2 separate regions of the Clupea harengus genome follow, and region 1 is linked to region 2. A link is a contact called in public Hi-C data. All regions are on one chromosome and are shown on one strand. The core of a region is the stretch at or near the end of the contact, and the rest is flanking DNA. Distances in the headings are between cores, read along the strand shown. Region 1 holds the start of LOC105899326 (flavin reductase (NADPH)-like). Region 2 holds the start of gper1 (G-protein coupled estrogen receptor 1).

Evidence for each region. Hi-C and Micro-C count contacts between places; a contact is called where the count stands out from the background.
Region 1: a contact with region 2 is called in a Hi-C map of head, with 8 times the contacts expected there. The contact joins the promoter of LOC105899326 here to the promoter of gper1 in region 2. A contact is called at or near these places in 2 of 2 Hi-C or Micro-C datasets (head and muscle).

Annotation. Positions count from the first base shown.
Region 1 is chr1:25,898,001-25,900,927 of Ch_v2.0.2, reverse strand. LOC105899326 (flavin reductase (NADPH)-like) reads left to right here and starts at 1,355. Exons shown (of 4, transcript XM_012826494.3): 1 at 1,355-1,653. The coding sequence starts at 1,519.
Region 2 is chr1:25,364,844-25,368,036 of Ch_v2.0.2, reverse strand. gper1 (G-protein coupled estrogen receptor 1) reads right to left here and starts at 1,317. Exons shown (of 2, transcript XM_031581399.2): 1 at 1,085-1,317; 2 at 1-103.

The DNA.
Region 1 (2,927 bases), core at 106-2,605, 530 kb before region 2:
AACTAAATAAATTGCTTTGGTGGATTCAATGCTTATAGATAATCGTTTCAATATTATCAATACTATTAATGATACTGATTATATTAATGATATTGATAATTATGTATTTATCTGAAGAATGTGATATTAACATGCCATTCCAAAATGATATGGTTCTGTCCAGGATATTAAACTAAGATACTGCTGCATCAAAGTGTAACTCTAATTTACCAGCTTGATAATCATGCCCATCGGTTAAGCCTGTTTCTGTATAATCCTACAGAACTCCAACCCACCCTTCTCGTTTCCCCATGCTTAGTGCTTGTGTTACTGCAACTGGATGTCTTGTTTGAGTATCATATCATTCATTTATATAAATGTTAACCTTCAACTCTCTGTAACATTAAGCAGACCCGTATCCAAACTGTCACAAGTCAGCTGTGTACCATATATTTACTAGGACTGTTAAACTTACAGACGGCATGCTCATTACGCCCAAGTCGAGAGCTAACATCTCCAAAATTCAGAATCTAAAAACAGATAGTTTGTCGTATAGGCCTACCACAGCTCTCTCCATCCATGTCGCCTTTGGTGCAGGTCCGTTTCTACTAGCACGCGGTTCCTTGGATACAGCGGCACACCCTGCGCTTTTTCTTGAACCTCCTCCTCCTGGTCCGGTGCGTAGATTTAGCGGTGACTCTCTCAAAGCTTGAGCCGTAACTTGAGTTCCACTGTGCTCCGAGAAGGTTCATGAGCTGTGATCGAGATGAGAGCATCATTCTTGCGGCGTCACACCGCCTTTCTTCGAAGTGATGTCATTTGAGTGATTTAATTACCTCTTGAGGCTGCATCTCCAACATCAGCAGCGCTCGCGTAACAGTAGCACAAACTCCGGTTTAAATAGCTTAAATAGATTAAATAGCTTCAGCCTCACATCTCAAGACGAGGAAATATATATCATGTTGAAGCACTTTTTCTCATCTCAATGCCTAATACACTTAGTCGGTCAAAATGTGACATTTACAATGAAGGACGCAGAATAGAAATATGAGTAGCCCCAACATTGTGAACACTTGGACAGGCACGTCCCTCCTCTACGCACTGCAGCCATCGCCAAAGACATATTTTCTTTAATTTCTTCTTTCATTTAATTGTATTGTTTTCGTAAGATAAAAAAGGTGTATGTGTGATCATGGAATAAAAAAACTTTAACATTTAAAAATCATTCTTACGGTCGGGAAAGAGTTCATAAACCAAATGAATGTTGGCAAATATTCATAATTTTCCATGGAAATTATACAATAATCTACCACATTGTGTATTTACCTGCCTGGTTTGTTTAGGTCTCCTCCACCTACGCTTCACACTCCAATTCATTTGGTGGCAGCACCAGCTTTGCTCTACCAGCGCTCAAAAATAGTACTGACGAGGAAGACATTTCATAACCCTGTGTCTTGTACAAACCAATTACTGAAAGTACTGAAAACCATGCAAACACGATTAAGGGAATGACAGTCATTTGGGAGCGGGATATCAAGGATGAGGATAGCTGTTCTTGGAGCCACTGGGCAGACAGGGCAGTATTTGGTGAAGCAGGCTATCCAAAAAGGATACGGTGTCACTGCCGTTGTGCGGAACCCGGGGAAACTTTTAGTTTGTCATGAGAACCTGAAGGTGAGGAAATATTTGTCAGACTGCTAATTATTGGGTTGGTGCTCTCATGTGACTGTACCAACATAATCACTTTGACCGTCAAATTCACTCTTTTATTCTCATCGTGCATGTAATGTAACAATAACCATGCAGGTTTAACTGGTGATCTGCTGTGGTGACAGGGGGTTACAATTCCCTATGGCAACGAACTGTGAGCTACTCGTGTGACGTAGCCTAATGATAGTCCTCAAATGGTTCATCATGAAAGGTAGGAGTGGAGAGGAATCGTTTTTTGCATGGAAACCTCTGTGGGACAGGTGAAATGGCAAATTAATTTGTGATAGTGGTGCTGAATCCGTGTCTTTCCAGCCAATCATATGAACAGGAATTCTGACATGCTGTGATGACACCATTTGTTTGGTTCAAGTTCAGCAGACTTCAGCCCATGTTGTAAAAATATTTTAACTGTTAAATTGTCATATACAAATTATTAAATATGTCGTGTTGAATTGATAAAAACCCAGCACAGTCCTAACCACCGAAGTGTAATCATTATTTAACACATATGCCTAAAGGCCTAATAAACACGCATGCTAAGATATTAGGGAAATTAATTATATAGAATAAAAATGAAATTTGTAGTGCCTTTTGTCATATATTATATGGTGCATAATTGGCTTTTTGTTGAAATGGTGCGGGAAGAGAGCACCCATGGGACGTCATTTTTAAAGATGTTGGCGGTCAATTAGGCATTTCCTGGGCTGAAGTCTATCAAAGCCTCGACCATTAAAATGAATGGGGATGGTACTTCCTCACTCTCCAGATGTAAAACCTCCATGGTAAAAACCCGTGATGTGCATCTATCAAATTAGGCCCGGTATTTGTCATTACAGGCAAGAAGAAATATATCACAAATTGTTCACGAAGGTGCACATTATGAATTAAAAATGTCCATTGGTGCATCCAAATGTGTTTGTTTATTTGCACATACATGTTTATCTTAAAATAGGTGCTACGTTGATGCATTCATTACCTTTAACTGGACAGGTTGGGAGAAATAAACTTCAAAATTAAGAGTTCAAGAAAAAACTGAATTCTGAATGAGACTTCACTTAAAATCTCACATTTGACATTCTTCACCTCCAGGTTGTCAGAGCCTTACTGTATGATTGTTTATTGCTATTGCCTTGAAAAAAGGCTGTTGGGTGTTTGCTGGCATTAATCTAGTAGTTTAAGAATATGCATAGACTGCATTTTTTTTCAACTTGGGAATTACCTCACATCGGACGGTTTAA
Region 2 (3,193 bases), core at 68-2,567:
TCTTCACATTTTTCAATTCAAGTGCTTTCTTGTTTGTTCCAGTCCATGTCCATGCTTATGTATTCACACTGAGGTCTGTGACGCTATTGCTGTGACACCTGAGCTGAGAGAAGAGGCAAAGAAATTACTGCACGACCAGAATTTTGTTGTCTGCAATGAATGTTGTGTTGGTTGACTAGCATACAACAGTTAATAGTGCTATCTTTAAAACCATGTCATTGCAATAATACTGATTTTTACATTATATTTCCATTCTTCCTGACTTTTTTTATGCTGAGTAATGCACTGTAGGTAATGGTCATTCATGTGCAAACTATAAACTTAAGCAGATGCAGGGACTAAATGTCTAAACATCCTGAAAACACAATCATGTTTTCCACAATTCTTGTTATTATTAAAGGAACAAAGAATCCAAACTTTGAAATGCATGAATTCACACAGCAATAAAACACAGTGAGTGTAAAAGAGGATCAAATAACATATTGTTTCTAAAGTCTATGAATACATCAAATGACACAGAAGCAGCAGATCATTCATTGGGACGTTTGTTTCAAGACACATAAAAGTAAGAAAAACGTAAAGTATAAAATCATAGCATCAAACAGACAAGCATAAGTTTATGTACCTAATTTACTCACAAATCACAGGCTTCACAAACAGATTCTATAATCAACCATGAATATGAAAATTCTTTTCAATGAATTACTTGACTGTAAAACTATATGGAATGGATTACAGCTGTCAACATGTTGTGGAGGGTCTATACAAACCAAATAAACAAAGAAGTATTTCTTATCATTTTAGCTGTTTAAGACACATCAATTTCAGTGCGTGTGACAGGATGCCATGACTGGGCAGATATAAAATAGAAAGTAAAATCAACAGATTATGCAACAGAACTCTTAATTGAAATATTGCATCTTTACACTCCTATCATGCTCCTATCATGCTCCTTTATACTCCGATCATGCTCATAACATCATACTGAATCTATGACACCAAATCACACTCATGCACACTGATGACATCCCTCTTGTTTCTCCAGCGAGACACAGAAGGGAAAAGGAGAAAGTAAACAACTTACTGTGGCGAGAGAAGCGTGTTATGTGATGTTTTGCGATTCATGCATGCAGTTTCAGTGTTTTTATTCTCATTTTCAGACATATCTTGGCTCACTGCATCATCTAGTGTTAAGTCCTACCCGAGACCACACTGCCACAACTACATCCACACTGAAATAAAGGAGGTGCCATTACGCTCCCCACGTCCCTCCTCCTTCCCTGATAATGCTGTTCTTAGACTAGATTGTTAACCTTATTTACCTTTGTCAGGTAAAGTGTTTAAATAATAAAGAGTAGATTGTTTCCCTAATGTCAATTTTGTAACTAAATATCTGTTTTATCTTGATAATAATTATTGTGTGTAATACACAGCACACCACACTCACACACACACACACACACACACACACACACACACAGTTTTATTACATTGACACATCGTATTTGTATACTGGGTTACTTATATAATTGTATTTCTCTGCTCACGATGTAGAAATGCCCAAAAAATCCAGTTACTACATCCAGTATACTAATGCACTTTGCTTTGTAAGCGACTTAAGAAAATAATAAAAGGTTTGCTTAAATATATACCCTTTGTAGATGTGTGTGTGGGCTGGGGGTGCAGGGAGTGGAGGGGTGATGGGTTAGGGGGCCCCCCAGAGTCCCTAGAAACGCCCCTGTGTCCCTCTCCCTCTCCCTTTCCCTCTCCCTCTCCCTTCCCCTCCCGACGCCGACAAGTTAGTAAAGCTGACCTTAGCTTGTGAATGAGTTATGACATGATGTTTGCTCATAGGGAATAAGAATAGATAGAAACACTCTGGATGTCTGACCAGCTTCATTGCTGTAAATAATGATCAAAACCGATAAACTCTATGAGGGCCGACACACCTTTGTGCTTGACACCAGAAATACGAAAAGGTAAAAAAACACTATGGATGTTTAACACATCCTAACAACTCTTTATTTATTTATAGCTGGTATCATAACTACAATTCAAAAGCATGTGAGATGATCAAAAGCATTTTCATTTTTAAATGGCAACACTGTTTTGGATGTTCTCTGGGTCTAGATAGGTGTATGGCAAAGGAAGACCAACATTCCTGGCTTTGATGTCGTAGCTGAGGACCTCAAGCTCACTTCTGAAATCATCAGTCAATTCCAGTGAACTCAAAACAGTTTCTGCATCTATGCAGATACCCAGCATCCCATGACTGTAACTATTTCATTAATGCTAACAATTCCTTAAGATACCAGTTCTCCAACCTGAATTTTGTCTTTCAAGAAAAGCCTTTTCAGAAAATGTCTTTGATCCTTCTCTCTTTTGGGAAGGCTTTCCACAATATTTGGGTGGGTCAGGGCTTTGTTCCAGTGAAGTTCTTCTTCACCAATCATCCACTAATTAGAATGGGTGCCCACAGACCTCTGACCATAATATGTTCTGGCGCTAAACAAACAGTGTGTAACCATATACTATGATCCGAGTCCATGCAGTGACTGGACTGGTGATAAAATGACTTTATACTCATGGATGATGTTCCACAGTTTTATGGAACTTTTATGGAATTACCTGGCAATGTAACTGTAAATGTATCCTGTAGTTTTACATTCACCCCAAACAACGTGTCTTACCTTTGATGAATGGACACTAGCGTGAATAAATGTAGCAAGGCGCTGGTGACTTGTCCCGTCTCCACAGAAATTTGCCTGAACTAAAAGTTTTTCAAAGACCGCGCGTCTTTAAAAAAAAAACTCGCGACAGCGCCAAAAGGTTGTAGAGGCCAAAATAATATTAAATCCGTAGTGGTTTAGCACGACCATAGAGAATGAATGGGAAACGGTTTAGGGCTGTTCAATTATCGTCTGCCGAGCGCCACGCCGCGGCCAGTCGCGTAGAGCTGTAACGGATAACCAGCCAATAGAATAGAAGCTTTTTTCTGGATCCGTGCATTTAATTATTTATTTTAGATTCCCCAAAAGACAGGGTACGTATCCCCATTGAGGTGTTATCAAATGTGAGATATATGAGTAGAACGCATTGAAAATACTTGGGGATTAAAAATGACTTTTACAATTACAACTTTCTATGTAAAATTCGTTTTTTTTGTAGTTTCTATCAAATGTATAGGATGTAA